Linked DNA regions of Mus musculus: regions 2, 3 and 4 are each linked to region 1. The links are chromatin contacts, called in public promoter capture Hi-C maps. All regions are on one chromosome and are shown on one strand. Each heading gives the region's core, a stretch centred on a gene start, on an enhancer-like site or on the middle of the called end of the contact. The rest is flanking DNA. Distances are from core to core; before and after follow the strand shown.

Region 1 (7,921 bases), core at 1,845-4,344:
GTTTTGTTTCTAATGTTTCAAAAAGTTCTAAGTGTAAAAAGGTTTGAACGGGGTGGCTTCCCCCCCCCCCCCTTCAAACTCTTATGCTATTGAAAGACTGTTCTTGAGGGAAACCATTACCTCATTTGATAAACAATTACGTAATGCCTTTGAGCAGCAGGAGGCTTTAACCCAATAATGCCAGTCCTGTAGAATGGGGGTTGGGTGGGGGCTATTAACTAGTAACACCTACTCTTCCTTCAAGACTAGAATCACAGAAATCTGTCCTAATTTCCTGCTTGAATTTCATTAGATTTTAAGCAAAATACTTTTTTTCAGCTTATCCACTCAGTGTTAGAGTTTTGTTGAATTTCCACTTTTACTGAAGGGGGAATTAAGAAAAAAACCATAAGTATGTTTTGCTAACAAATCTTATTTCTACTGTAGGAAAAGAAAAGTACTACTAAAATTCGCTCTTGCAGCATCCATTTCCATCCAGGCAACCCCCTAAATAGCAGTTAGGAACTGTGGGTGGTCAATCCTGGATGAATTAAGTCTCTTAATTTGCTAGTAGGATTCTCTATGCTTAGGTGTGGGTTTTGCTTAAGCAAGAATGGCTGCCATTAAAAAGCTCGAAGAAATCTCCTCCAGCAGTGGGCTTGAAAGCAGAACCGATCTCTGACGTTTCTGTCATGAGAAGGAACTCAGGGTTGGTCCTCCAGCTTCAAAGCCCCAGCAAAACACTACAGTGCGCAGCCACCCGCCTGTCTGCTTTACGGCAGCCTGCTCACCTGCTTTACGGTTGTTTATGTTGCCACTGGACTCCAGTGCCCAAAGGAAACCGCTTTCTACCAAATGTGAGGGGCTGAGACCAACAGGAAGTTTAGGAGTGGGTAGACACTGACTTAGAGAGCTTCAAGTACAGGCCTTGGAAAGTTATACACAAAGCTCGTTTTAGGAGGGACTAGGGAAGTATAGAGGAGCCTACTGGATTTGGAGTGCTCTGGCCTACTGGTGTTTTTTCCTCTTCCTCCCACTACCTCCCCTCCCCCAGGGCGCAGCCCTGGCTGTGCTGAGCCCTGAGCTGCTGCCACCCACCACCCAGCGAGACCTTTCTCAGCATTTCAAGTCCCAGTTTTGCTACAGCACGGCTTTAAAGCTACTTTTTTTTTTTTTTAATATATGTAAGTACACTGTAGCTGTCTTCAGACCAGAAGAGGGCGCCAGATCTCGTTGTGGATGGTTGTGAGCCACCATGTGGTTGCTGGGATTTGAACTCAGGACCTTCGGAAGAGCAGTTAGAGCTCTTAACCGCTGAGCCATCTCTCCAGTCCCCGAAGCTACTTATTCTTTGTTGACCTATTTATTCATTTATAAAATGAATTCATGCTGTTCATAATGGTCCCTTTATGATAAAAAGCAGCGTCTAGTCTATCTGGAGCTGGGTGTGGTTAACCAAACCCCACCTGGTACCCAAGTGGATCTGCGCCCGCCCTCATGTGGCCAGGTTGTTTTAAAATGTCATCTTCCTCATTTGAAATAGGAGCGCTTCCTTCGTTTGCTACAGAAATTGGAAATGTGGGAGAGGGGGGTGTTTATGTATGGAGCCGATTTGTGGTTCCCTGGAAAGAGGGGAAGCCTGGCCCTTACATGAGTGCTGGGACTTCAAACTTGAGTCCTCTTGTTTGCATAGCAAGTACTCTTAGCCACTGACCCACCTCCCTGTGCGCACTCTGGGTTTTTGAGAGGGACTTTTGCTGTGTTAAGTTTACCCGTTGGAATGCCAGGGTTAAAGGCCTGTGCCCACCACATCCTGCTCATTAACTGATTTTACATTGCCTAGGGTGAGGATCTAGGAAGTGGTGGTAGACTTATGTAACAAACCCTGAAAGTGCCATAACTTTATAAGAAACATAATTATTTAAGCAATGATTTTTGAGGACAAATAGGATCAAAGATACAGCATCAGTACCACCTGGCGCCTATTCTCCACCTCTGACCTACGCAATCCCAGACCCTGATTTTTTCAAGCGCATATTTAAAGCCACCCTCAATTTATTAGGATTATTATCTTATTTTACATTTTATCTACTAGTTTGGGGAGGAGGCTGCACATTCCCTGGTACCTGCATACGGGGCTCAAGGAACAAATTACAGGAATTGGTTGTTCTCTGTGGGCCCTGAGAAAATAACTCAGTCATGCGTGCTAACAGGCACTTTTACCTGCTGAGCCATCTTGCTGGCCCCTAAGTTGTATTTGTATTGTCTGGACTGCTGTGAAGTACACGGATACTCAGTGCTGGAGACCATAGTGTTCCTGCCTTGGAGGAATTTCTTTTGGAAGTGGGGTAGGAAGGGAGGTGGTTTTCTACGTGTAGCGTGGCTGTCCTGGAACTAAGCTCTGTAGACCAGGCTGGCCTTCAGCTCACAGAGATGCTGCCCCAGCCTTCTAAGTGCTGGAATCAAAGGTGTCGCCACCACCGTCTGACACGGAATTTCTGATCAGACTTCTAGAATATGACCTCCCGGCGGGGAGAAAGTAAAGGCCACTGGCTGGAGTGCAATTTCAAATAAGCGAGAACGTTTCTGGAGCCCACTGGAGAGTGCTCAGCCGCCGCCCTCTTCCGGATTACATTCCTTCTCTTGAGCATTGTTTATCTAAAACTCAGTTTAACCAGGCCAACTGCCCTCTGCTAAATCAGGCAACTTCGGGCTGCCCGCTGCAGGCGCCAGGGGACCCCCAAACCAGGGCGGCTCCCAGCCCACCCGGGTCAAATTCCAGCGCTGGCGCTCCGCCCTCGGCTCGGGAATGCGGAAGGGGCGCGGGACTTGCGCTGGGAGCCGGGGAGACCAGCAAGCCGGCGCGGCTGCGGCAGGAGGATGCCGTGCCAGTGAGCTGGGGAATATGTACTCGCGGCTACAGGGGCTGAGTTCGTCGGGTCGTGCAGCCAGGCTAGTTTCCGCCGCTGGCTGCCTGGGTCCTCCGGGTCTTCGAAACGCTTGCAGCAACCCCCTGCCACGGTTGGTCGCGCCGGGCTCGCCGGTGCTCCTTCCGCCCCGCCCCCGGGCCGGAAGTGCGGCGCCGCCACTGTCCCGCCCCAACCTCCGCTGGTCGCAGTCGCCGGTCGGATCCTCTCGGGTGTGCAGCATCAGGTCAGGTGAGTGGCTCTCGACCCCGCGGGGCATCTCCCGGGCCGCATCTGTCCCTAGTGCTGCGCAACCGCGCCTGGAGCCTGCGGGCGGCTGGACCATCGGCTGGTGGAGCGGAGGTGGCTCGGTTCGAGGCCCTACGCGGTTCCTGTGCTGGCGAACCCTGGCCGAACGAGGCCCCGGGACCGTGTGCACTGGGCCTGCGACATCCGATGACTGACACCTGGTGCCCGGCTGCCCGCACCTGCCGCGGCTGCAGGCTGCAGGCTGCAGGTCCAAGCTGTGTGTTAGCGCAACTGCGTGCATCTGTTCTAGACGCGTTGGGGGAGGAGAAGCCCGCTGGTGTATGGTTCCTGCCAGAGGAAACCAGGAACTGGTACTAGAGTTCCTGGTTAGCAAATGCTAAAATGGGCTGATTTGCATAAATCCTTACTGGGTCTTAGGTCTTGCAAAGATTTAGCTCATTGTTAGAGGACAATTCGAAGAAAGCTGGAAAGAATGGAGAACATATTGAGCCAGGGATCCAAGATGAACTGGTGGATCTCTGCTAGGAGGTACCGAGCAAAAAGCTCAAAAGATGAGCATCGTATTATGTGCACAAGAAGCGCGGGTGGTCAGCCGGAAGGGAGAAGAACAATAACTGAGTACTAGCTGGGAAAGAGGAAGGTAGTTAGGGTAGGGCTCTTGGATACACACGACCCCAGGCGAGACCCTATACAATAAAATAACGTAGTTAGTTAGCCAAGGTAGGCCTCTTTCTTTAGAGGTGTACTGAAAACTCGATGAGAAATGAAAAATTACGTAAGAGGATTTGGGGAGTCACCCACGACAAGGAAGTAACACGACAAAGGATGTTTAGGGAATCGGGTTGACAGCTTTTGTTCTAGAGATGGCTTGGCTGTAGTCCTGTGTGTTAGAGAAATATCACAGCATTTTCTCCTTCAATAAACCCTTAAGTGAGGTGATGTCATTTGCCTGGGAACATCACTTCAGGAATTCATATGATGCCACCAGGGTTTTTCTATCCACTTGCTCCTCACTCTGTCTCTCTGTCTCTGTTTCTCTCTCTGTCTCTCTCTGTCTCTCTCTCTCTCACACACACACACACACACACACACACACACACACAAAGGCACCTGTTCACTGAGCTGCAGCTTATGAAGGACAGATCCCTGGGTGATAATGGTTGGCCAAAGTTAGGAAAGCCAGGGATGGGACCGATATCCCCATTCCCCCAAGGTTGAATGATACAGTTGTGTAGGGATGGCTTTCATCTGCCCCGGTTACCAGCGTCTTTGATTCTTCTGTGACAAGTTTAACATGGCGGGCGAAGCAGGTTTCCCTTCCTCCCTCTGAAGTTCCCCTTACCTGGCACAAGCACAGGAGAAAAGGGTATCAGAACTCACTATGTGCAAAGGAGGAGGACAGGTAAACAAATGAGCCTCAAAGCTTGCTACCGCCGGGCGGTGGTGGCGCACACCTTTAATCCCAGCACTTGGGAGGCAGAGGCAGGCGGATTTCTGAGTTCGAGGCCAGCTTGGTCTACAAGTGAGTTCCAGGACAGCCAGGGCTATAGAGAAACCCTGTCTCGAAAAAACCAAACAAACAAACCAAAAAAAGACTACATGATGTTCAGAGGAATAAAGTGGCTTGAAAAACACGATATCCAGGACAGTCCCTTTGGGCTCTGGGTGTGGTGTCACCTCTGGACTTGTTTCCAGGCATTAGAGGGATGTAGCCGTAGCCTATTACATTCTTTACAGGCGTGCTCCCCATGGTCAGGTCCTTGGACTTTGGAAGAGAAAGCGAGGCCAGACAGACCTTAAAGACGCCTCTTGGTTGGTTCTGTGTCCTCAGCATGGCAGGCATCGTACTTCACATCAGCTCCAGGAACACAGCAGCCTTGCCAGTGGCTGAAGTTTTCATGGTCGGCCCTTGCAGCTGCTGATACGAAAGGCACAGGGCTGGAGGGACATGTCCCGAGGCTGGATTCCTTAGGTGTTGCTTCTGCCCCTTCCTAGTTTTTATCTAGGAAGGTTGGCATAGCAACAGCGCTCATGTTATAAGCTGTTGTGGGGATTAATTATTAATATGTGTGGCATGCTTACCGCCGTGCCTGGTCCACCTGCAGCCTGCTCCTGCGTTAATAAATGTTCCTCCCAGGTACTGAGCCAGGGGTAACCAACCAACTGGTGGGCTTTGTGAGGTGGTTGGGTGTGAGCAGATTCATGTGTAGATTCGGGGGGTGGGGGTTGGGGGGAAAGCCTTATTTTAGGGGTGCTCAAATCCAGCACCTTACCATGAACATTTGCGTATGCAGTATTGTTTGCGATGGGATAATTATATATATGTTGCTGCTTGCCAGGGCACCTGCCATGTGCAAGCAGTTTTCCTAGACTCTCATCCAAGTAGAAGGGCAAAAGGCTGTTAAAGGGTATTTGTAAATTATACGGCAGTATAATCATACTCATTAGTAGAAGAGGATAAAGAGCCAGGTGTACAGCACTGACTAACGTGTTTGAGGGCCTGGGCTTGATCCCCACACACTCAAAAACTTTTTTTTTTTTTAAAAAAGAGGCAGAAAGACCCTTGGGTCAGTCTCAAAGAAAAATTACATTTAAAAAAGTCAGGCAAGCCAGAGTGCAAGGATCAGAGGTGTGTGCCACCACACCTAGCCAATAAATTCCAGTCTTTAAAATCCAGAAATCCCCATGCAGTTTAGTCTTGCATGGTTGTCTTCATCTAAAGGGATCATGTCCAGCATACAGTCGTCCTTTGACTTAAAAGGAACTCAGACAAGAGAGGTCGTTGAATGAATGCTTGTAATCCTAGCACTTTGGAAGCTGAGGCAGGAGGTTCCTGAGTTTGAAGTCAGCCGGGGCTCTGTAGTACGACTTGGTCTCAAAAAAAAAGGAAGGAAAAGAAATTCAAGCAGGCTTTGCCAAGGAGGCTGAGGTACACAGCTGACTTCCGGGACTTTCTAGAATGATGTTAGCACTTAGTTGGTTGTTACATGGGCGTACACGGTGACACAAGTGATGACCTGAGGTAGGGAGTTAAGTGGCAGAGACACCAGAACACCTGTGAGGGAGAAGAGAGGACAGTCTCTGTGGTGAGTGTGAAAACACATGTATTCACCAATGTGAAGGAAAGTCATAAAAATTGTGTTTAGCTCTTTAAAAGAGAGATAATTGTGGAACCGTAAAAAAACAAAAAAAACAAAAAAACCCAAAAAACTATGTACGTAACATAAAACCAATTATATGTCATTAAGCATATGAGGTTAGTTTTGTGACTCATTTCAATTTGATTATGTTCGTAATTCCCTTTCTGATTGCTGCTTTCAAACTGGCCTCGCACCCAGTCCAGTGAGTCATCTTGTCCACGGTGATTACAGGAGAACCTGTGTGAAACTTCTAGATTCTGACAGACACCGGAAAAGACAAAATTGAATTTAAAAAAACCCTTAGTTTGGGTCCTGGAGCCAGTCCGTGCTTCCTGCCTTCGATGGCTCCTCCTGTGAATCTGCGCACACATCAAAACTCCCTCACTGCACACACACACACACACACCCGTGTCTCAGCTGCCACTGTAGTGTAGCTGGGCTAAAAGGAGAATCTTTCTGTAAAGATTTTCTTTTTAATTATCTGTGTATGGGGTGGGGTGTGTGTGAGAGAGAGGTATGAAATCCCAAGGAGTGGAGTTACAGGTGGTTATGATATTTCCCCACCTACCCTGAGCAGCCATCTTGGTCCTCTGCAAAATCAGTGAACATTCTTGACTAGCTGTCTCTGGCCACTAAACTTTGATTGCTTTAAGACTCCTTTGCCCACGGAACCAGTCCCGCCCTTTTCTCCTTATCTACTAACGATCAGCAGTGAGTTTTGTTTTTAGATTTTTATGGCTTGTGCTTTTTGGTTCAGTTTTGTTTTTTGTTTGTTTGTTTTTTTGAGACAAAACCTCACTCTGTAACCAGGCTGGCCTGGGACTTAACTGTGTACTTAGCCTCGAACTTGCGGCAATCCTCTTGCCTCGACCTGGAGAGACCCACACCAGATACAGGTTTTTCAACCAGCAATTAAGCAAGTCCAAGGGTAGAACTTTGAAGGAAGCAGTCATTAGAAAGCAAGAAAAACCTGCAGAGCGGTAAAGGAATGTGAGATGGAATGGTGGTACTCCTCTGAGAGAGCTTACCGAACAGGGGTGGAGTTCTATTACGGTCACTTATTTTTTTGTTGTTTTACCAGAAATAGAAAATTCCCCAGGCACCTGACTTGTGGTCCCTTTGAACTCTGTGGCGCTAAGCCTGAAACAAAGATGTTTCCTCCTGTCACTCAGAAAGAATTCACAGAACAAGGGCTCTTAACTTTGCTATCAACACCTATAAGGCAATACCCGGGGGTTTGTCGTTGTTGGTGGTTTGGTTTGGAGACAGGGTCTTTATAGCCCTGGCTGTCCAGGAAGTTAACTCTGCATTCCAGGCTGGCCTTGAACTTAAAGAGCTCTTCCTGCCTCTGCCTCCAGAGTGCAAGGATCAGAGAGGTGTGTGCCACCACACCTGGCTAATAAATTCCAGTCTTTAAAAGGCAGGAATCCCCAAGCAGTTTAGTCTCGCACGGTTGTCTTCTTCCAGAGGGATCATGTCCAGTGTGGCTGACTCACACAGGTAGCCTGTTGCCACTGGCTTTTGCAGGAGGCCTCCGTTCTCTCTGCTATCTGGTGCTAGCATCGGCAGATTGACTCACAGCAGAGCAAGCCGGGGATGCAATGTCTGTGGCAACAGTCAACTGAC
Region 2 (7,921 bases), core at 3,116-5,615, 610 kb before region 1:
TCAGAGGTAGCTGGAGAGAGGGAACTGGGCATAAAAGGAGGAGGGGAATGGAATGGGGGAGAGGATCAGGTGTGGGAAGAGCTGGCAGGTGAGAGGGCTGGGAGACAGGAAGGATACCGGTGGGGAGGCATCCCTGGATAAGCTCCAGTAGTCTTTGGGGGTGACCCAAGCTGAGACTCTTAGTGGCTGCAGATATAGAAACTGAAGTGGCCACTTCCTGTAACCAGGTGGCACTTCCCAGTAGAGGGAGAGGGACACCAACCCACCCACGAAAGCTTTCATCAAAAAACTTGTCCCGCCTACAAGATGTGCAGGGGTAAAGATGGAGCAGAGGCTGAGGGAATGGCCAACCAATGACTGCCCCAACTTGAGACCCATCCCATGAGAGAGAGAACCAACCCCTGACACTGTTAATGATACTCTGCTGTGCTTGTAGACGGGAGCCTAGCATAACTGTCTTCTGAGAGGCTTCATCCAGTAGCTGATGGAAAAGATGCAGAGGCCCACAGCCAAGCATCAGGTGGAGCTCGGGGAGTCTTGTGAAAGAGTGGAGCCATAGGGCTCAAAGACACCACAAGAAGACCTACAGAGTCAACTGAATTGGGCCCATGGGGGCTTACAGAGGCTAAACTACTAACCAAAGAGCATGCATGGTGGGCTGAACCTAGGCCCCCTATACATTTGTAGCAGATGTGCAGCTTGGTCTTCATGTGGGTCCCTTAAAGCTGGAGCTGGGGCTTTTTCTGACTCTGTTGCTTGCCTTTGGATTCCCTTCCCCTAACTCTGGCTTCCACATGGACACACACCCATGCGCATCCTGAACACACATGCACACACACTTCAAAGGGCTATTTTAAAAAAATGAATGCCAGTGTCCTTGGAGACCAGAAGCTCCACTGGACTGGAGTTACAGGAGGCCGTGAGCTGCCTGATGTGGTGATGTGCCTGAGCTGGGAATGGAACTCAGAGTAGCATGAACTTTGATTGTTTGTTTGTTTGTTTTGAGACAGGGTCTCTCTATGTAGGCCTAGCTGTCTTGGAGCTTGCTATATAGACTAGGATGGACTTGAACTAACAGATATACTCCTGTCTTTACCTCCCAAGTGCTGGGACATGTGTCACCATGCTCTGCTAATTACTCTCAGAGCTGGGGTCTAAACTCAGGGCCTTGTGCTTGCTGGGCAAATATTCTGTCACTGAGCTGAACCCTAAGCTCTGAGTATGTACTCTTAACCCACGAGCCATCTCTCTAGTCTCCTTAGAAAAGCTATGTTGTATGGCTCAATGAAACACAAAATCCAGCAGCAAGTAGTGCTTATATGACCACAGTTATCTGAGTTTTGAATCAGTGTAGCTAAAACTGTGGTAAGATAGTTCTGGCAAACACAGGTAGGAAAAACTGCGTGGAGAGTTGAGGGTTAAGAGCAGACAATGGAGGGGAATAGCTAAAATCTCAGCTGCATCATGAAACATCAATAATCAATGATGCATATAACTGAAAAATCCACAACCACTAACAAAAGAATATAGTTGAGCAATTATAGCAACTTTGGAAAACTTAAATGAAAACAACTGGGTTTATTATTTAAGAAAACTACCCAGAATTCCATTTTTCTAAAGTATGTTTTGAAGAAAACTAAAAATAAGCATGGAGATAAAAAGCTACATATATGGCATCTTTAAAGGACTTATCCAGCTCTAAGTCCAGTTGTGGCGATCCTCTGCTCTGAGAACTTCTCTGTGAACGAGGTCACGCAGGGTAGTGTCTCTCCACAAATGGCACCCAATCTGAATCTTTCTGCCTCTTTGACTTCCCGAAGCTCACTGCTCTCCACATTCTCCCCAGCACAGATATAGGTGAAAGCCACTTTTCTTCCTTGTTGGGATAATAATGGATTATAGAAATTTGAAAAATCGCCGGGCGGTGGTGGCACATGCCTTTAATCCCAGCACTTGGGAGGCAGAGGCAGGTGGATTTCTGAGTTCAAGGCCAGCCTGGTCTACAGAGTTAGTTCCAGGTCAGCCAGGGATATACAGAGAAACCCTGTCTTGAAAAACCAAAAAAAAAAAAAAAAAAAAAAAAAAGAAAGAAAGAAAGAAAGAAAGAAAGAAATAAATTTGAAAAATTGGTGTGTGTGTGTGTGTGTGTGTGTGTGTGTGTGTTGGGGGGGAAGTGGAGGCAGTGGCAGTTCATGCCCTTAGGCTCAGCCTTTAGGAGGCAGAAGCAGTCAGATCTCTAAGTTCTAGGCCAGCCTGGTCTATAGAATGAGTTCTACGACAGCCAGGACTACACAGAGAACTCTGTCTCAAAAAAAAAAAACAAAAACAAAAACAAAAACAAAAACAAAATTGCAGAAAGGAGATATTGTCTAAAAAGTGACACTTACATAGACTGTGTCCATTTTGGGATCCTCTTCTCTGATCTCTGAGCAGAGGAACTGATACGGTAACTCAGTAGTTAAGTGACTTTGTGAGCTCTGTTCTCCCTGTCTCTGAGCATTGATCTGTTTTCATATTTTAAGCGGCATCACAAGCAAATGTACTTTGCCAGCAAGGGAAAAAGTACTATGGCTTTGTTTTGCGTCTTTCCTTTATCCGTTCCTTCAGGGCTCATGCTAGGATTTCAGGGATACAATCTGGGATAAGAGAGATCTATTCTCCGAACCCCAAAGCATAATGAAGCCTAGGAGACAGACACTGTGGCCAAACAATCCCGCCACAGTGTTAGTAATGGAAAATAGAAAGTCTCCTGAAATGGAGGCTGTGCTGGGAGATCTGCCTGTTTCTGCTTCCCTGGGATCAGAGTTGTGTATGTAAATATGCGCCATCATGCCCTGACTTAAAAGAAATAGTGGAGGGAGGGAAATGAATGCAACAAAATATGTGTGGGTATCAGAGGAAAGTCTGCTTTTCCACTGGAATCCTACCATAGATATCTAGTCATCAATCTCTTTGGCACGTACCTTTATCTGCTGAGCCATCTTGCTGTCCCCCTTTTAAACATGAGTTCTGGAAATCAAACTCAGATCCCAGTTCTTGCAAAGCAAGCACTTTTTACACACCCAGCTATCACCCCACCATTCCTTAGTCTTTAGAAAGGTGTATGGTACCATCAACAAGAGCTGCTGAACGTGGTCAACCTAGTTAGAAATCCCACCATCCCATTTCTCAGCTACCTTGTCAGGGGACTTGCTGACGTCGTTTAATCTTCTTTGTATAGTAGGTCATAAATACTGATTTCTAACTGAATTGCAAATTTTCAATATATGTGCATGGTACTGTCTGATTCTCAATAAACTTATAGGCAGGCTAATGATATTTAACTTTGAGTGCAAAAGGTAACTTCAGTTTTTTTGTTTGTTTGTTTTTGGTTTTTTGAGACAGATGTGCTGTTGTACAAATTTTATTTGTTTTTTGAGACAGGGTTTCTCTGTGTAGCCCTGGCTACCTGAAGCTCACTCTGTAGACCAGGCTGGCTTCGAATTCAGAAATTCGCCTGCCTCTGCCTCCCGAGTGCTGGGATTAAAGGCATGCGCCACCACACCCGGCTAACTTCAATTTTAGGAAGTGTTTATTGCTGGGCAGTGGTGGCGCACAGGAAAAGAAGTGTTTATTTGGGTAGGCGGGGTGGTTAAAACAGTTGTGTTGATTTTTTTTTTTTTTTTTTTCCTGTTTATTTTGTAGCTTAGCCATCGGATAGTCTCTGGCTATCCTGTAACCCACTATGTAAATTAGGTTGGTTCTGCCTCCCAAGTGCTGGAATGTGCCACCAAAATTATAGGAAGGGGGCACCTGGATTTGAACCAGGGACCTCTTGATCTGCAGTCAAATGCTCTACCACTGAGCTATACCCCCGGTGGCTACTGCCACCTTACTCTACCTTTGTGAACACTCTAGACCTCGGGCTGAGGCTGACCAGAGAGTCCCTAGCCATTCGAAATAGACCTCCCAGTTATGAGCAAGGTGTGCGGGTCAGCAAGCAGTGCGTCCTATGACGCCTGACCAACGATTTTTCTGGGCTAGATGACTTTGGACTCTTGGGGATGATGGGTGACGGTCCTGTCCACCACCACTAGTGACTTAAACCTGGTTAAGACTGTCCAGGTTCCACGTCTAGTCTTCCCGGGTCTTCCTGTCCCTGGGCGGCTAGCGGAGATTGGTGAGCAGTAAGTAAACTCTGTGCTTTTGCCACTCGCGGAAAGCCAGGATTTTAGCCCGGAGGCCAACGAGCCCTAAGCTCGGGCCACCGCATGTGCTGGACGCCAAGGCGGTGACGCACTCTGTCGGCGACGCGGGGGAGCCCACAGCCTGCACTACCCCAAAACCGGGCAAAGGGCACGGCGGTGGCTACGTCACACGTGTGCGACAGCACCTGCTCCGGACGTCAGGCTCTCTAAGGACGACGTGGTTCTTCCTTGTGAGGTTGAGGCGCCCGAGAGGCGATCAGAGCTCAGAGCCGATTCATTCCTGCTTGACTTTGGGTCGGTGCCTCGTGAGCGAGCTCATTTCCCGGGGTTGCGGGTCCTTGCCTGGGGACACGCGAGTTGGAGAGCGCGTGCACCGGTCGTTCCCTTCCCGTGCTGCCCGCGTCCGGATCGTCGGGACCCGGTTGTCTCTAGTATGTGGAAAGGCTCGGGCTGGGAACTTCGAGGGAGGAGTTACCCCCTCGAGATCCGGAGGACCAGAGCGGAGAGCAGGGCCACTGAGACCCTACAGGATATGACTCCGAGGATCGCGTGCTGGACACGAGTGGCTACCGAGCCCGGAGAGCTTCGCGCTGCCTCCTCCTGGTCCCTTTCCAGAGGACTCTTTTCAGTCGGGGATGCTTATTAAAGCTCTGGCGGGAAAGAGAGAATCACAATTAAAGAAATTAGTCCTACTCTGCAACGTCGGACACTTTAATAGTAACTGGGGAGCGATTGCGTTCAGGGAGATCGAGGACAAGTATCCTGGCCAGATCCTGACATGTTTTCCCGGTAAGAGTTCTCTGCGGAGGCCACCTTTGGAGGACTCTGTATATTGATGGAAGAGGGAACGCCGGAACCTATCCCAAAAGTATTGTCATGGGAATTAGGTGTGTGTGGGTTCCAGGAAGGGCGAGGACGGACGGCGCACTACCACAGTCCGATGAATGTTCTCATCACCGACCTTTGGAGTTTTTCAGCATGTTGGATTTTTAAACATGTTCAGGTACTGATAATTTTAGAAGGAAACAGAATTTACATTTGATATTTGCCACTCCCTTATCTAAAATGAAGATTATGCCAGTTTACTAGCAGAATGGTATGGACTCGCTAAACAGAGACGTACCTGTTTGTTCCCCACAGCTCTGAAGCGTATGGGTATTGATCTTAGGATGTTGAACTGTTTGGGGGTACATTTTGTAGTACCATTGTAATAATACCATATTTTTTTGTTTTTAATATTTGGGGAGTGGGCCCTGAATGAGAACTTGCAAACAGTGTGGAGGTCAGAGGGTAACTCTCCCAGAGTCTCTTCTGCCACCTGGGATCCTGGAATAAATTCGGGTTACCAGGCTTGCCTTCGTGTCTACTGGCTGAGCCATCTCGCAGGCCCTGTGGCAGTATTTTAATAATGATACTTAATAAGGAATGTTACTGGAAATCCATTATCGCATACATATTTGTATTAGGGTTAGGGATGTAACTTAGTAGTAGAAGGCTTGCCTAGACTGCACCAAAAGCCCTGCATTCCTTTCCTCAGGGAGCGGCACATAAATGGCTATTCACCTCAGTTAGGACACCAACAGACCATTCCATCCAAGTCCAGTTTGTTTGGTTATTGGGGTTAAAGCCAGTGTGATTATTGAGTTCAGTACTGCTGTGTAGACATGCCAAGGAGTCTGGAAAAGCCCCATCCAACCATGGATGACTCCTTCCTAAAGTCACAGCCCTGGAGTCCCAAACCCAGTAAACCTACCTCTTGTAAGCTGTGCCACCCTAAGACCATGTGAAACTGCCATGGGGAGGCGGGGAAGTTGGCTGGTTTGGGTGGGTGAGCAGGAGTTGGTGGCTAAAACACACACCCCCTGCCCCACTTCAAGGAGGGAAGGTGAATAGGCCATCCATGGGATTTTTGGGGGTCTCAGTTGAATAATCACAGCTACTCTGATTTCAAGATTACAGAGGTCCTATCTGCCTAAAGGATGGAGTTCCATTACACTCTACCCCAGCCCCACAAAAGGCAGCAAAGCCATGCAGATGTTTCACCACTAGTGAAACTAGTGTCTAGGCTCTTTAGCTTTTAGACAACTAGCAGGCTATTGTGGTGAATGCCTTAAGCACATAGCAGGCAGAGGCGGGAAATGCATTGTGATTTTGGGTTAGCCTAGTCTACATAGCAAGGTTCTAAACTCCCTAATATTATAGTTCTAAATTAAAAGTTAATAGTTTCCTTTCCTCCTCTCTTCCTCCTCCTCTTCCTCTTCTTCCTCCTTCCCCTCCTCTTCCTCCTCCTCCTCCTTCTTCTTTTTCTTCTTCTTCTTTTGGATAGGGTTTCTCTGTGTAGACCTGGCTGTCCTGGAACTTGCTCTGTAGACCAGGCTGGCCTCGAATTATTAGATCCATCTGCCTCTGCCTCCTGGGATTAAAGGCATGTGACATCACACTCTGGCAAATAAAAGTTTGTTTCCTTATATATTTTATGTATAAGTGCTTGTATGTATGTCTGCACATCAGAAGAGGACATCAAATCCCAGTACAGATGGTTGTAAGCCACAGTGTGGTTGTTGTGAATCAAATTCAGGGCCTCTGAAGATCAGAGCAGCCAGTGCTCTTAATCACTGACCATATCTCCAGCCCATCTCTTCTCTCTTCTCCTCTTCTCTTCTCTTCTCTTCTCTTCTCTTCTCTTCTCTTCTCTTCTCTTCTCTTCTCTTCTCTTCTCTTTCCTCTCCTCCTCTCCTCTCCTCTCCTCTCCTCTCCTCTCCTCTCCTCTCCTCGTCTCCTCCCCTCCCCTCCCTTCCCCTCCCCTCCCCTCCTCTCCTCTCCTCCTCCCCTCCTCTCCTCTTCCTTCCTCTTCTTCTTCCTCCCCTCCTTTCTTCTTTTCCTTCCCTTCCCTTCCCTCCTTCCCTCCTTCTCTTCCCTTCTTCCCTTCCTTCCTTCCCTTCTTCCCTTCCCTTCTTTTCTCTTTCCCTCCCCTCCCCTCCCCTCTCCTTCCCTTCCTTCTTTCCAGTACACAGTTCTTACCCAAACAGAGTTTTCTTTGTTGGGTTGGTATGCAGTGGTTCATACTTGTAATCCCAGCATGTGGAAGTGGGGGCAGGAAGATGAGTTCAGTTTCTTGGCTACATAGTCAGTTTGAGACTAGCCTGGGGAACATTGAGACCCCCATCTCAACAAGGGAGGGACAGCCAATTTCTTGGTCAAGTTCCTCTTCTGCTTACATTGGATTTTTTTCATTATTTCTAGCAAAGGGTGTCTAATAACTTGATAACTGATTTTTAGTCTCTCATCTATTTCCTTGCCATATTAATCTTCATAAAATACCCTTTCTGTAGCCTCAGGAATGTGCCCTAACTGCTTACCAGGCCAAGTGCAAATGCCTCAGGCTGGCTTTTAAGTCTGTCTCCCCTCCGAAGGGAGCAGTGCACATCCTTCCTGTGCTGTGTTTAAAACCATCCCTACTCTGAGAGTTTTCTTCAGTTCTCCTGATAGTTCGAAGACACTAGCTGCTCTGCTGCCTCTGAGCCCTTATGGCCCTCATCTGTAATTTCTCATTGGTTCTGTAGTGCTGCTGGGTTTGCTAATTGATCTCTGAATTTTCACTTTATCAAGCAAAATATAAATTCTTGGGCAGGGCCAGAATCTAATTCACTTTCCATTCCTGTTTTTGACCCTCTGACAGTAGTGTAAGGCAAGAACGAGTGCTCAGCATGTATTTATGAGTCATCCACACTGTA
Region 3 (7,921 bases), core at 3,965-6,464, 560 kb before region 1:
CTTACCAAGTTTGTTTGAATGCACATAGCCTTCTTCTATAAACAAGGAGGACTGTGGGTTGTGTGGTATTATTTGATTTCTTATCAGGAAACATCAACACTATCCCTTATTCTAATGTCTACCTTGCTGCCATGCATGCAAAACAGGCTCCTTTGTCTGGTATAAATACTACAAAGAAGTCTCTATTTGTCTGTTAATAAATGTATAAACAAAAGAGTCCTATATAATAAAAATTCAATTTAAACCTCATTATATGAACATGTTGATAAATGTTCTTACTTTTTCACAATGTTCCAAATAATAAGATTGAAGCTTTCTAGATTGATCAATGTTCCTATTTTGCTTTGTTTTAGCTATAAAAGTCTTGGAAAACGCTGGGCATAGTCAAACTGGGTTAGTACCTCATCTGAATCTCTATACTCTTTCAGGTCAAACAAAATTTGTTTCCTGAATTGCTCAAAATACACACTTGACATTTAGATTTAAATAGCCTAAACAGATCAATTTGAATATTTTCATTATAAAATGACAAAAGAGGGCTAGTAAGATGGCTTGGTGGGCAAAAGCACTTACCACCACGCTTGACAACCTGTGTCCAATCCCTAGGACGTGCATGATGGAAGGAGAGGACCTACTCACAGCAAGTTGTCCTCTGACCTCCACAAAAATGCCGGATGTGTGCATTCCCCAACCCCGCACAAATAAATACACTGTAAATAACTGACAAAATAGATTTACATTTCGATATTTAAGAATGCTAGACTAACAAAATGTTTTACACCTACCAAATAATTTAAAGAAAGCAGTCATTTCCTGGCGCTGTATGATTAGACAAGGCCCTCTGGGCCGCTTAGATTTGTTATTCTGAGCATTGTTTTCAGATGCTTCCCAACTATCTTTAAGAATAGGACGTTTCAGACTAATAGGTTTTCTGGTTTGATGTGACCTATTTGAGCCTGATTTTACATGAATAGTGACAGTAGGTGGTGTCTCACAATACATCTGATTATGCCGCATTTTAGCTTCCCAAGATTCCTATAAAAATAAAAATACAAGATTATTGATCACATCATGCATTTCTATATAAAAACTAACTGCATACTATCAGATGCAGTCATATCAAATGTTGATTTTGCTATTAAAATGTTAGTTGTAACACTGGATCATGTTAGAAACTGCTCTTACAGTACTCAGAAATGCTCTGCTGCTTCTGAGTAAATACCCCCTCTCCGTCCATTTTGCTTTGGTTATTCTGGAACTCAAAATCAAATCGGAAACTTGTTTGTTCTTTTTTTGTGGTCTTCCTTCTTTCCTGGTAAGTTTTTCTGGGTCACAAAGTCTCCATATTCAATAAGCAGTTATTGGTATTTTCTGAAAAGTTTTAGCAAATAAATGGCACATGTGCTTTGTAGGGTTCTTACAAATTGATGTGCATATGTGTGGGGGGGGGCGGGTGTTGTTGAGACAGGGTCCCAATATGTAGCCCTTGGCTGGCCTGGAACTAATTAGATAGACTAGGTTGGCCTCAAACTCGCAAGAGATCTGCATGCTTCTGCCTCCTGAATCTGGGTTTAAAGCTATGTACCATGCCCAGCTCTAAAGTAATTTAATTTTTAAAGTTGTTACCATCCTATCTGAATGGCTGACTATAAGCATATATTAATATATAGTGCTATGTAAGTCTGAAATGAAAGTTATCTGTCATTATTCAACAATATGAGTGTTCATTACTATTTGGGATTTGTTGGTGACTAGTGGATATTATTACAATTAATATTACCTTTTGGTTGAATTGTTTCATAATAATAAGGAATCGAAAAATGAATAAATAAAGTGAGAACAACTCCAAGATCCTAATGAGACCCTCTGATCTATGACTCACAGTGACCCAGGCAGCCACACTACCCTTGGCATTCAGAGAGTTATGTACAGATTTTCTCTCCTGACTCTTAAAAGCTTTCCTGCTGGAGGTGAGGCTATACCTAATATAAAAACTAGCTGGATACCTTCAATCTGAGAGTCATATCCATATTTTATATTTTGTGTTTGTTTTTATTTTATGTGCATTGGTATTTTGCTTGCACATGTCTGAGAATTTCAGATGTGCTGGACCTGAAGTAGCAGACAGCTGTGAGCACAATGTGGGTGCTGAGAACTGAACCTGGATCCCTTGGAAAAGCAGACAGTGCTCTTCACCACTGAATCATCTCTCCAGCCCCCCATAATTTTATATTTTTTAAGCTGTACTAAAAAAAAAACCAAACAAACAAACCCACGAGGGCTGGAACTATAGCTACTTGTTTAGGACACACAAGAGTTGGGCTCAATCCTCAGCGCTAAAAAAAAAGGAAGTTAATTTTTGTATATCTAATACAATAGAGCTAACATATAATTTTAACATCTAATCAATATAAAATTAATGAAATCATTTTGAAATCATTAATGAAATCCTAAATCATTTAAGTCTGGTAGATTTTTAATGCCTTATACATGTCTCAGTTTTGATGCTGATTAGTAAATAGTTTGAAATACAGTCATATAAAAATGAAGTAGTGCTGGGCAGTGATGGCACATGCCTTTGATCCCATAACTTGGGAAGCAGAGGCAGGCGGTCCTCTGTAAATTCAAGGCCAGCCTGGTCTACAAACTGAGTTCCAGGACAGCCAGGGCTACTATACAGAAAAACCCTGTCTTGAAAAAAAAACCAACAATAACAAAAAAAAATTATATAGGATAGTATTTTACACTCCTTTCATTTTATATTTAAATTAAGTAAAAATCAAACTTTTCTGTTGTACCGGGACAAATTCAAGTGTTTAATGGTCACATATGGCTAGTGGTTACTGTATTAACCAGTGTAGGGTTAGATTATAAAGAATTAGGCAGAGAGCCTAGAAAGATGGCTCAATAGTTAAGAACACTCACCATTCTTCCACAGAACCCAGGTTTGAATCTCAACACTCACATAGTGATTCATAAGCATCCAACTCCAGTTCCAGGGGATTCAATGCCCTTTCCTGGCCTTAGAAGGCAGCAGGAATGCAAGAGGTAGGGGTGTGTGTGTGTGTGTGGTGTAGAAAGGAAGAAAGAAGGGATGGAGAGGGAGAGGAGGAGAGAAGGAAGGAGGGAGGAGAGAGAGGGGGAGGGGGAGAGGGGAGAGAAGAGGAGAGGGGAGAGGAGGAGGGGAGAGAGAGAGGGAGAGGGGAGAGGAGGAGGAGGGAGAGGAGGGGGAGAGGAGAGGAGGGGAGAGGAGAGGGAGAGGGAGAGGGAGGAAAGTATCTTTAGTCTGAGACCAGGCTAGTCACAGCATCTGTAGCCACAGCTGTATCTTCAGTCTGAAACCAGCGTGGACAACATATATCTCAAAGACCAGCATGGACAACTCAAAGCGAAACAAACAGAACTAACCAACAACCAAAATAGATGGAAATTATAATTAGTTCTACAATTATTTGTCTTTTGATTCCTTCATCTGCCTTTCTTCTGGGGGGGGGGGGACGACCCAACAACAAAAAACCAAACAGTCATTAAGTTTCTCAAAAAGGACCAGGGCAGGGCTAGATTCAGAGGTAAGACAGATATATCAGAATGCAGAACACTGTGCTACATTGTCCAGGAGCTAAGTTTTACTCAATGGTAAGTGACTTTTAAACAATGTTTTTATATTGAAACAAAATAAGAAAATGCAAACTTCATGTATCAGATTATTTCATCTAAGACTTGAGAAAACAGGGAAAGGAAATGGCTGAAATTCCCAAATAGAGATTCACTAAAGTTCATAAAGACTGAATCAAAGTTTGTGCAGTTAAGAGCTTACGAAGAAAAACTGCAGCCTGTGTCAAATTCTACTTTGCTGTATTTTTTTTAAATTTAGCTCTTTGTTTAGATGCATCAATGAGTAAGAGTTCTAATGCAAGAGGGAAGAAATAAAGAACAAGTGAAAAAACGATGAGGCATTTCTCAAGAGAAAGAGTGAACGGGGAAATAAGAGAAGCTCGCTGATTGTCTCCAAACAAGACACATTCTGTCCTAAAGGGAAGCTGCTTAAGACGAAGTAACGAAACAAGACTCAGAAAAATAAACAACTCCCAAGAGTCGACAGGCCCCTGTCCAAGGTTCTAAAGCAGTAAGGACGGCAGCTTTCCCAGGGCTTCCCCTGAGCTGGGTGGACTTTTCAGGGACGCAGCTTGAGCCACACAGGCTCTATCTGTCAGTAAGCCCTCTCCCACAGATACCCTTGTAAACCCGGGCTTCACCAAAGCGGACTTGGGTGGAATCCCTACTTTGCTCTGTCACGAATGCCCTGTCTAGGGTGAGCAGATATTGATCGATTTGGACCTCTGAAGGAAAAGTCTCACAACATAAAAGTTAAAGATCCTTCAACTCAGTGGCATGCATTCGACCCAACATTGGGAAAAAAAAAATCACAGCAAAATTCATAAAGACGATGTCCGGGTGTGTGAGGTCTGGGGTTCTGTTTGTCTGGTACATACAGCTGAATTCTGTAAGCATCTGAAGAAACTCTGGCGACAGGATCATATGTATGTGTATGGCTAGTGGTTACTATATATATTACATATGTGTGTGTGTGTATACACACGTATACATACACACACACACACACACACACACACACACATATATATATATTAGAAATAGTTTCTCCGTGTGAGCATCTGACAGTCAATCGCTGACGACAGGGGGCAGGTAGGCAGGAAAACTTTCGTACTTTTGGAGAAAGTGGCTAAAGGTGTCGCGATGAGACGCGACAGCTCAGAACTCCAGCCCGGGAGGACTCGGGCCGGGGGCGTGGGACACGGGACACAGCGGCAGGACTCATCCCTCAGCCCCGTGAAGAGGCCGAGCCTCGCTCCCCACCGCGCACCAACCCCGCGCCACCCGCCGGAGCCGCACTGCCCGGTCTCCCTCCTCTCGCCCCGCACCGCCAGTTCCCGTCCCCGCCTCCGGGATGCCCGGCCCTTGGGGCCGGCGGGGCTGCTCGAGGCCGCGGGGATGTGGGGCTGAGGCGTCCCCGCCTCCTCACGCAGGACTGTGGGAGCGAGAGGGAGGGCACAGGCGACACCCAGAACCCCGCCATCAGGCCCCGGCGGGCGGGCGGGCAGGTGAAGGTACCTGCGCAGGCCGGCGAAGAGCGAGCGGCCCCACAGCCTCCGCCTCAGCGATCTACCTCAGGCGGTTGCGTGCTGGGTCGCTAGCCGCAGGCCGCAAAACCCGCCTAAGAACCTCAAGCGGAGGGCCGGGAGCGCGCGGCCGCGGGAGCCAATCAGAGCACGGGAACCGCCGAGGGCGGGGCCTGCGCTATCGCCCCGCCCCGCCCCTCGCTGACCGGGTCGCCTCCGCCTTCTGCCGTTATTCCGCTCCAGCTCTCTGTATCTTGATGCGGTCGCGCTTTCCCTCGAACGCTGGCTGTGCGGAGCGGTTGAGGAGCCCCGGACAGGACGAGGGGACTGGGCTGCCCTGAAGGACCAGGGCTGCTTGCCGTTCCCCCTCCCTGCCTCTCTGCTCGCGCCTTGGACCTGGGTGCTTCTTCCCTTGTGCACAAGTGTGTAAGAGGAGAAAGAGCCCACGCATGCTAGCTCAAAAGGTGTGAAATAAAGTGGCCTTTAGTGAGCAAAGGGCAACGTTCTTCCATTCACAGCCCTAAATGCTCCTTTTGTCATGCCCGTGCCTTCCTGAGACTCCTGGGATATAGCTGGTGCATAATCAACGCTTGCCAGTCCCACCCCTCCAATTCAGAATCTGCTTTATATATATAGTATGAGAGCACCATACAGTTCTGACTTGTTATCAAACTCAAGTAGACTAGTAACTGAACTGGTAATTAAGACTCTCTGTGGAATTTTGGGTTGGTCCATACATCCAGAGATTAACAGACAACATGAGTTGGGTTGTGGAATCTTCCCCCTTTTAGCTACCTGTACTCAGTGTTTTGTAGAACTTCCTTAAAATGTGACTGAGTAGATAAAACCAAGGTCATGGTAATGTTAATGGCTTAGACAAAAGTGTTACCAGCCCATTAGATCTTCAACCTCTCTCAGGCTATCAATTCACCTATAAAATCTCTAACAAGAAACACTGAGTCAGGAACTTAAGGAAACTGATGCTACGTGATGCTGAAGTACACTGAAAAGGTATGTTTCCATAATAATGTAAAAAATATTCTAAACATACATACAATGAGCCCTTTGAGTAGGAGCTAATTCGACTGTTGTTAAGATCTCAGGTTCAGGGATAGAGAGACAGCTCTATGGTTAAAAGTACTTGCTGCTCAAATTCCTAGCACACATGTGGCAGCTCACAACCACCTGTAACTACAGTTCTAGGGTATCCAACATCATCTTCTGGCCTTTGCTGACATAAGGCACACATGTAGCACACATGCATACATGCAAACAAGACACTCATAAGCATTCAATTTTTAAAAATGAAAATGAGTAAACATCTCAGGTCCATTAGCAAATGGCACAACAGAAAGTACCTTAAGTAAGGAACCCAAATAGAATTCAGTTCTTTGTTTGTTTGTTTGTTTGTTTTTTGAGACAGGGTTACTCTGAATAGCCCTGGCTGTCCTGGAACTCACTTTGTAGACCAGGCTGGCCTCGAACTCAGAAATCTGCCTGCCTCTGCCTCCCGAGTGCTGGGATTAAAGGTGTACGCCACCACGCTGGGCTAGAATTCAGTTCTTAGTCTCCAGCCACCCCAGTTATCCCGAGGACCTGCTCCCTCATCTTAGCTGTATCTTCACAAGCATGTATTGAGGATGAAGCAAGATATTGGTAAACTGGGAACTGTGCACACAGTGCTTTAGCACTTCCAAGGATGTGACAACTTGTAGAGAGAATCTCTTATGTACTGTGTGGAAGCATCACCTGTTAGCTGAGGCAGGAAATAGAAGGTAGGACATCTGGCAGAGAAAGAAAGGATTCTGGGAAAGATCCAAGAGCAGTTAAGGTCGGCCACCTGGACTAAGAGGAGACGGACATATGAAACTGAGGAGAGGTAACCAACCATGTGGCAGACACAAACTAGAACAAACAGATTATATAAGTTATAAGTTAGTTGGAAAATGAGCCAAAACTTATGGCCTAGGCATTTATTCATAAATAATTAAGTCTCGGAGTCACTTCAGAACCAGTGCCAGTGGGAAACCCCGAGCCTGCAACAAGTTGGTGGTGCATGATAGGAAAAGTGAGAGGACGTAGAAACTCCTTCAAAGAATGTGAGGCCCAGGGCTGAGGGTGGCTTAGCAGTTTAGAGCACAGGTTGCTCTTCTAAAGGACATGGTGGCTTACAACCATCCCTCCAGAGGGTCCAATGATTCTTTTGGCCTCTGCAGGCATCAGGCACATAACAGTGCACATACATACATACACACATACAAACAAACATACATACATACATACATACATACATACAAACACCCAAATACATAGAAATAGTATTTTTTAAAAAAATTAAAGAAAAGGAAAAAAAACGTAAGCTGGTCCTTTGAAATAATTAAGAGTCTTTTGAATCATATGAGTAGAAAAGCCTTAACCTCATGTGTTCTTGAAACTAAAAATTCTTTCAGGGTTTACATCTAGGGTCTGGTATGGTGATGCATGCCTGGAACCCAGTGTAAGAAGATTAAAGTTAAAGGCCAACCTAGGCTACATTGTGAGTGTCCTTCCCAAATGATGAACTGCCTCTAGAGTGGGTTGCTTGAAAGGGGAGACTTGGGACCCCAGGGGGGATGAGTTTGAGAACTGGGATGGACACAGTAGGTAACTCCCACATGGAGGGCAGAGCAGGGGCAACAATTAAGCCAGTCTCAAGCTAGGTGTGGCCTTGGTTTTATTTTTAAAGCAGAGAGTCAGTATGTGGGCATTGCAGCCCTCGCTCCTCATCTGCCAATGAAAAG
Region 4 (7,921 bases), core at 2,960-5,459, 540 kb before region 1:
AAATCCCAGCAACCACATACTGGCTCACAACCATCTGTAATGAGATCTGGCGCCCTCTTCTGGAGTGTCTGAAGACAGTTACAGTGTACTTACATGTAATAGATAAATAAATCTTTAAAAAACATACACACACATACCTTATAAATATGTATATTCCATAGAAGCTTTCCTATTACCACTAGAAAACTTTCCAAAAACACCCTTCTCTCAAACTTTATTTATAGGAGCCTATTCCTAAAACAAGGCCTTTACAATTCCCTAAAAGCCACTGAATAACTGGAAATTGTTTCATAGAAATTTTAAAAGCAAAAACAGGTGTAAAAACATTCAGTTAACTATTTCCCACGCTTGTTGGCAGTGACACCTGGGAGAAGAAAGCCAATTGATGAGGCAGATTAATCTCTCATGTGATAGCCAAGTTTATTAGTTTATCAGTTTATCAGAGTATTGGAAAATTTATATTCTGAGGGTTAAGAGTCACGTGAGTAACAGGTACAATCACAAAGGCAAGCCAAATGAGGTTGACAAGCAGGATATGGTAAAAACATAATTTTCCATAAAGGCATATAAACAAGTAACAAAGTCCAGTCGTGATGAATAAATTCCCTTGTATCTGCTACACCTGAGAGGGACACAAAAGCACATTCCAAGAACAATTTCATGATTTTCAAGCATCTGAGGTCACAAGACTCTTGTTTTCTTTTAGGTTTTCTCACAAGCATTGAGAATCCATTTATTTATTCATGCATTCATTGTGCACTGTGGGGAGGGGTGCATAGCCACGACACCCAGGCAAAGGTTAGAGGACAACTTCCAGGAGGCAGTTCTCTCCTTCCACCAAGTGGGCCCTCGTGATCAAACTCAGACTGTGAGTTTCAGCAGCAGGGCCACCTCTCCTGACATCTGTTTACTTTTTGAAACATGCAATGTGTTGTTTAAAATAGCAGGATGTTAGAAAGTATGATTAAAGGTGACTGACGGCACCTGCTGAGAACCCCAGCACTTGGGAAGTGGAGACAGGAGGATAAAAAGCCTGTGATTCTCAGCCAGGCAGTGAGTTGGAGGGCAACCCACAATCGCTCTTGGACATGCTAACACCTTCTGCATTATTAACTCTTTTATACTTAGAAAATGGGGGGGCCTAGCAAACACAGATGTGGATGCTCACAGTCAACTATTGGATGGATCACAGGGCCCCCAATGGAGGAGCTAGAGAAAGTATCCAAGGAGCTAAAGAGATCTGCAACCCTGTCGGTAGAACAACATTATGAACTAACCAGTACCCCAGAGCTCTTGACTCTAGCTGCATATGTATCAAAAGATGGCCTAGTCGGCCATCACTGGAAAGAGAGGCCCATTGGTCAGGCAAACTTTATATGCCCCAGTACAGGGGAACACCAGGGCCAAAAAATGGGAATGGGTGGGTAGGGGAGTGTGGGGGGAGGGACGGGGGGGACTTTTGGGATAGCATTGGAAATGTAATTGAGGAAAATACGTAATAAAAAAAATAATAATAAAAAAAAGAAAATGGGAAGATGTTTGAGATACTTAATGAAATTTTTTTGTTTCATGTTTAAAAAAAAAGACGCTTAACACTTCCTACTTTCCCAACAGAAACAGAGCCCTCTTGTTCATCCTCATTCAGTAGATTTTCGGTTTTGTTACTTTGTTGGTGCTCTTAGTGAACAGCTGGAATTATGTAAGGTTTGGTGACATTAAATAGCTCAGATCGGAAAACATATTTTTGGGTGATCATTTCACAACTTCCTCCATCCTCACTGCCCGACACAGTAGTGGAGTCAGGAGCAAAGCATGTAGCAGAAGCTCCAAAAGGAGACCTGGGATCCAGCTGAAGAGAATCCATGTAGACAGAAGAAGTGGGGTTGTTTTTTACTACAAAAACGCTCTTGACACTGGGGAAGTTGACAGTTTACTTTGTTAATGAAATGACAAGATGATCCAGTAACCACCCAGGAGGCAAATGATGCACCACAGACATTCTCATAAAACCAAACCAAACCAAACAAACAAAAACCTGATAATCAAGAATCACAACCAGAGGGCTGGCGAGATGGCTCAGAGGTTAAGAGCATTGACTGCTCTTCTGAAGGTCCTGAGTTCAAGTCCCAGTAACCACATGGTGGCTCACAACCATCCATAATGAGATCTGATACCCACTTCTGGTGTGTCTGAGGACAGCTACAGTGTACTTATATGTAATAAATAAATAAATCTTAAAAAAAAAAAAAAAGAATCACAACCAGGGCTGGGAGTATAGCTCAGCGTGCGGGTCCTGGGTTTGATACCAATGTTGTAATTAAGTTCTTACTGTCCTGTATATCGATGATGTACTTTGTACACACAAGTAGGTTTTATATTTAAACATACAAGGTGAGTGTGTACATACCACCTTTAAGGAAAAATGCGATACTTTAAATGTCTTTTAATTTCAGAATTGGTCATTCAAATTTTTCAGCCAACTTAGCCAAAGATGCTTCTTAGTTTGATCCTCCTTTCTTCGGGTGCCCTCTATGGTCCTTTTTTGGTCCTTGAGTCAAGGCACGAGTCCACATGGTCCAAGTATTCAAGTCACTAAATCCTTAAAAGGTGAGTGTCTTGTCAAGTCAAAGGATAGTAATTACCTACAAGAATTTACCCTTTTTTAAATGATATAAATCTATTTAGAGAGGGCCACAGGAATGAAAGGAAAGACAGCTGTTGTGCTTTCAAACTACAATTGCCACAGGAAGTCACTCCATTTCTCAGATCCCTGCCCTACCTAATCCTTATCAGTTGTAGGGCAGTAAGATTAAAAGAGTGCTCTAGCCAAACCAAGTGCAGCATGAATAGTAATCAGAAGTTCACAACTTAACTAGTTTGCTAGGTCAAAACTTCAAGATTTATAATCTGTTTGAGCCACACTCCAGTAACTAGGTTTTACAGAACATTTTTATCTTCACTTAAGATATGTTTTGCATTTCTGGATATAGCTTTATTATAATGTAGTGGAAACCTTAAGAGAAAACCGAATAAAAAATAAATTAAAGGCTCGTCTAATAGCATTTATAGTCAAATTTCTTATGCAACTGACTGCAGAATAGTGTTTGTTTCTTAAAGACAGAGAGTCACTAGGTTGCCCTGGTGTATGCCAGGTCCATCAAACTGGCCTCAAATTCAAGACTCTCTCGGGTGTGGACCCTGCCCCACATACAAACTAAAGTCATTGAATTCACTGAGCCTCAAAATTATCTCTTTAGTTTTTGGAGTTGTTTGTACGTGTGGGTTTTGTTTGGGGTGGTTTTGCTTGGGTTTGTTGGTTGTTTTGTTTTGATATAGTGTCTATGTTGCTCTAGCTGTCCCGGATCTCACTAGGTAAACCAGGATGGTCAGAGATTCCCCCACAACCTACCCCCACCCCACCCCCGCTTCCAGAGCGTGGAAATTAAAGGTGTGTACCACAACGCCCGACTAAAACGATCATTTTTATGTTCTAATGCCATTAGTTTCAAGAAGTAAATGAACTGCCGCTTACAGAGTCTGAAATATAATGCCTGCTAATATATCTGCTGACTACTATTTGGTGATGGAGATCTTCGTGATACCTGAGATTTTGGTTTCCCAGTAGAGACGTAAAGTGAGGAGTCACTGTGACCGCTAGGGAACCTCAAACTCAAAAAAGGACTGCTTAGCTCAAAACTAGCTAACGGCACAATAATGCCGAGAGCCAGGAATCTACACTTTAGCCCAGGGACAGGCCACCACCATCCGGGAACTAGTAACGCCTGCTTGTTGTTCCGAGGCTGGGCGGCGGGAATCCAGAGCACTTGAGGAAGCCTGATGTTAAATATCCCTCAGGCTCGTCCACCGCCACACTCGACAGCCTCTCCTAACGTCAGGAACCTCACGCCGCCTCATAGGCTTGGGTCCTGGCCTCCATCCTATCGGAGACAAACCCGCGCTTTCTACTTCCAGGACGCAGCCATATTGCTGTACGGAACTTGATTCCAGGAGGGCTCGGGCCGCTCCGCCCGGACAGCCCTACTCGTCCTAGATGCCAGCTTCCCGGACAGGGCGGGACTCCCTTCGGGTCACCGACGCTAACGACGACCTGGGAAGAGCCCAGAGCTCGCTTGGCCCCCGATGCGGACACTTCCGGCGACGAGGGCGGGCGCTGAGCGAGCGCGCATGCGTACTCGCCGTCGCAGTCCTGACGTCAGCGCGGGCGGAAACTTTAAAATTCAAACCGCCTTGGGTTGACGGAAGCGGACGCTCTGGTTTGGGCGGCTGTTTTCGTGTGCAGTCGTGCGGTTTACGGAAAGCTGGGCGCCGGGTCTCGTTGAGAAGCTGAGCGAAAGGTAACTGCTGAGATGGGATCAGCTCTGTGTTAAAATGGTCCGCGGCGCTGGAGCTGACTGTTGCGAGGGAGCTGGGGTGGGATCTGCCCGGCTCTGCAACGTTTGTAGCGGGAGAAGGCGATGCTAACAGGTGGGGACTGACAGGGGGAAAGCTGATTGGTGTGTTGTGTACCCGTGCTGATGCTGCAACTTAAAAGCCTGGTATGGACATGACTGGAAACCAGTGAAATCATGAGAGTAAAACTAGGTTGAACGCAAGCCACCAAAACAAGGAGGGGTGTGGCTCAGTGCTCAGCGCTCAGCCCAGCTTGCTAAAGGGTCTGACTCTCCACCCCTAGCTCAAGACAAAACAACAACAATAAAAATGCGATCTGTCTAACCCTCTGTGGAAGCTAGGGCCGAGTGCATAGTGTCTGATGCTGCAGAGATGAAGACAGACTCCAACGTAGACATTATTTTGATACTTGTTTTAAAAGCGGGAGCAGCCTGTGTTGTAAACCGGATTGTTTATCTTTGTTGAAAGGTGTTGCAGTAAATCTCCAACCCAAATAAGCCCAGGCAATGAAAACACAACTTAATTAATATGAATACATGCTGTGCGCCTACATTGGGCAGATCTATCACTACACTACCATCTTCCCCATATAAGAGACCCCTTAGAACTTCTCCAGGCCAGGTGCTTCTGCTCTACTTTCCTTCTCCTCAGTCGTCCCCTCTCCTTTTCTCCCAAAACTTTCAGCTCCATCTTCCCCTCTTTTTTCTGCCTCGTTTTTTTCTACTTGAAGTTGCGTAGGTGTTCTTTGTAAGAACTTCGGTTTACATGGACAAATAAATATAGCATACAAGGAAACGATTGTTGTACAGAAACAAACTTAGTTGCTTTCCTACTAGAGGATAAAGATAATAATTGTTGCTCGTTGAATTGCTTGAGTCTGGAACATTTTCCTAACGCTGAAATCCTGAATTAGGTTTCGAGAATGAAGCGCAGTTCAGTTTCCACCTGTGGTGCTGGCCGCCTCTCTATGCAGGAGTTAAGGACCCTGGACCTCAATAAGCCAGGCCTTTATACCCCTCAAACGTAAGTGCCTCCCCTGTGCTTCTCAGCTGCTTACTTTACTGTCTAGAGAAAAAAAAAAAGTGCCAGAAATGGTTAGTACAAAAGTGTAAGTGATGTCTTGGTGACTCCTGTCTCCTCCCAGTAGTACTGGATTAGGGGGAGGGGGGCAATGAAATATAAAAGTGGACACGATGCTAGGTTTTAGCTCGTTGTCTCTCCAATTCCCATAGTCAGATTCTTTACTGGGCGTGCTATAAAATAATTGTCAATGCTTGCTTTCCTCTTATTCCTTTGTTATTAGCCGTTTAAGTAGGCACCATGGTATTACTCATTATTTATTAAGATGTTTCCAAATACTAAAGGTAGTAATAAAATGGAAGCAGATTTATTTGTTTTGGTGATAAGCTATAACATAATTTCCTCAAGTTTGGGGGCAGGTGTCCAAGGGAACGTGCTACATAGCTCGGTGTGGTCACACACACACCCCTACAATTCCAGTATTCAAAAGGCTCTAAGAAGAAGATGGCTCAGGGCTGGAGAGATGGCTCAGCGGTTAAGAACACTGACTGCTCTTCCAAAGGTCCTGAGTTCAAATCCCAGCAACCACATGGTGGCTCACAGCCATCTGTAATGAGATCTTATGCCCTCTCCTGGGGTGTCTGAAGACAGCTACAGTGTACTTACATATACTAAATAAAGCTTTAAAGAAAAAAAAAAGAGAAGATGATGATGATGATGGCTCAATGTGAATTTAAGGCCAGTGTGGCTATATAGTAAGTTCCCCAGCTTGTATAGTTCACAGAACAACCAACCAACGAATTTCTTATGGTAAACATCAGTTTTTCTCTCTGAGATTGCTCTTCCAGTTAACAGAAGGCTCTCTCTAACCCTATATCCTATAAAGTCTACATATAAGCTAGCTACTTAAAAAGCCATTCGTAAACACTTGTATTGATATAGTATAAGGCTCCACTACTTTTTTTGTTTGTTTGGGGTGTTTGTTTGTTTGTTTGTTTTTGAGACAGGGTTTCTCTGGCTGTCCTAGAATTCACTTTGTAGAGCAGGCTGGCCTCGAACTCAGAAATTTGCCTGCCTCTGCCTCGCCAACTGCTGGGATTAAAGGTGTGTACCACTACCGGTGCCTGGTGAGGCTCTACTATTAGAAATGTGAACTATTTACATATTTTCTTTCTGGATACTTGAAGCACTTTTTTTTTAACCATGATACATTTCTTAGACCAAAAAAGATTTGTGCATTGAATTGTACTTAAAATGTTACCATTGCCATTTTTCTTATAGTTTAGAAAATAATGGCTTAAATGGCTATACCTAGTTCCATGCTGAAAGAAAAATTTTGAGTCTGAGGCTAACCCAAACTACATACTGAGTCCTAGGACATCCTGGAATACAGACTTAAGACCCTATCTCAAAAATTTAAAAAGTAAACTTTAAAAGAAAGAAATTCAAACAAAGCTGTCACCCAAAAATTAAGTACTTCTTCTATTTTTATTCATAAAGCATATATTTTTTTAAACCTACTTTAATCAGGGTTTTTGGGTTTTTTTTTTGTTTGTTTTTTTAGATAAATTTATTTTATGTATGTGAGTACCCTGTCAGTGTCCTCAGACACATCACAAGAGGGAATCCTATCCCATTACAGATGGTTGTGAGCCACCATGTGGTTGCTGGGAATTGTACTCAGGACCTCTGAAAGAGCAATTAGTGTTCTTAACTGCTGAGCCGTCTCTTCAGCACCACATAAATAAATTTTAAGATAAAAAAACACATAGATTAGAAATTTTTAACATTTTAAAATTATACTATCTTGCAGCTCATCTACCTAACAGCTACCAAAAACTTCTATGATTTTTCAAAAATTGTTGTGGGTAGTGGGACAGTGGGAAGGAGGTATTAACTCTAACATATTTCAAAAATTACTTAAACTAGTATTTTTACACTTGATTTAAAGAGTTGTTTTCAATGTTTCTTTAAAGCAAAGAAAGATCAACCTTTGGAAAGCTGAGTACACACAAACCGACATCGGAAAGAAAAGTCTCAATATTTGGGAAAAGGTAATGAGGTTTTTAATTATATTTAATGAGTAGATTCTTATTTCTTCATTCTCTTAGAGCTCAGTAATAATGATGGGTTGTAAGGGGCTTTGAAGCAGGACATATGATCCGGTTTTCCTGTGTTGGTTAAAATCCTAGGTGATGCCTGCTTTACATGATGCTAGTGATGAGAAGATTCTGTGATTATCAGGTGATGGTCAAGGCTACTGTGTTCTGTACCGAGTTCTCAGAATCCGATGGATAAAGAAGAGCCATCTTCTATTGCAACATTTGAGTTTCGACTCTTTCACACTATGAAGGCTAATAGTGACTTCAGAGAGCTTTTGTTTTATGGTCTATGTCTGCCAGAATTGATTATATTAGAAGTTAACCTCAGAAGATGTCATGTAAACGCAACTCTAAATCATTATAATCTCATATGGTTACAAAAATAAAGT

The links. Promoter capture Hi-C pulls out the DNA fragments that hold promoters and counts their contacts. Capture Hi-C pulls out chosen DNA fragments and counts their contacts.
Region 2: a promoter capture Hi-C map of liver shows a contact between it and region 1, with 2.7 times the contacts expected there. The contact joins the promoter of Trmt61b here to the promoter of Myl12b in region 1. A contact is called at or near these places in 7 of 39 promoter capture datasets (the HPC-7 cell line, HPC-7-derived erythroid cells, embryonic stem cells and 4 more), 1 of 484 Hi-C or Micro-C datasets (the G1E-ER4 cell line), 3 of 115 datasets of contacts at active chromatin or transcription factors (bone marrow-derived macrophages, effector CD8 T cells and pancreatic cancer cells) and 2 of 9 other capture datasets (adipose tissue and liver).
Region 3: a promoter capture Hi-C map of liver shows a contact between it and region 1, with 2.8 times the contacts expected there. The contact joins the promoter of Spdya here to the promoter of Myl12b in region 1. A contact is called at or near these places in 4 of 39 promoter capture datasets (the HPC-7 cell line, cranial neural crest, liver and 1 more) and 2 of 115 datasets of contacts at active chromatin or transcription factors (memory CD8 T cells and pancreatic cancer cells).
Region 4: a promoter capture Hi-C map of pre-B cells shows a contact between it and region 1. The contact joins the promoter of Ndc80 here to the promoter of Myl12b in region 1. A contact is called at or near these places in 6 of 39 promoter capture datasets (the C10 cell line, the HPC-7 cell line, HPC-7-derived erythroid cells and 2 more), 3 of 484 Hi-C or Micro-C datasets (group 2 innate lymphoid cells, muscle stem cells and myocytes), 6 of 115 datasets of contacts at active chromatin or transcription factors (acute myeloid leukemia, bone marrow-derived macrophages, effector CD8 T cells and 3 more) and 1 of 9 other capture datasets (adipose tissue).

The regions. Positions count from the first base shown.
Region 1 is chr17:70,985,689-70,993,609 of GRCm38.p6, reverse strand. It overlaps Myl12b (myosin, light chain 12B, regulatory), which reads left to right and starts at 3,094. Exons shown (of 4, transcript NM_023402.2): 1 at 3,094-3,137.
Region 2 is chr17:71,595,205-71,603,125 of GRCm38.p6, reverse strand. It overlaps Trmt61b (tRNA methyltransferase 61B), which reads left to right and starts at 4,365. Exons shown (of 6, transcript NR_027952.1): 1 at 4,365-5,190. n-TCgca52 (a tRNA gene) reads right to left here and starts at 3,855; the gene lies at 3,784-3,855.
Region 3 is chr17:71,549,354-71,557,274 of GRCm38.p6, reverse strand. Spdya (speedy/RINGO cell cycle regulator family, member A) reads right to left here and starts at 5,214. Exons shown (of 7, transcript NM_029254.1): 1 at 5,134-5,214; 2 at 786-1,035. The coding sequence starts at 1,017. It overlaps Trmt61b (tRNA methyltransferase 61B), which reads left to right. Exons shown (of 6, transcript NR_027952.1): 6 at 1-248.
Region 4 is chr17:71,523,145-71,531,065 of GRCm38.p6, reverse strand. Ndc80 (NDC80 kinetochore complex component) reads left to right here and starts at 4,209. Exons shown (of 17, transcript NM_023294.2): 1 at 4,209-4,355; 2 at 5,324-5,433; 3 at 7,407-7,484. The coding sequence starts at 5,333. It also overlaps a transcript of Spdya not described here and the pseudogene Mettl4-ps1.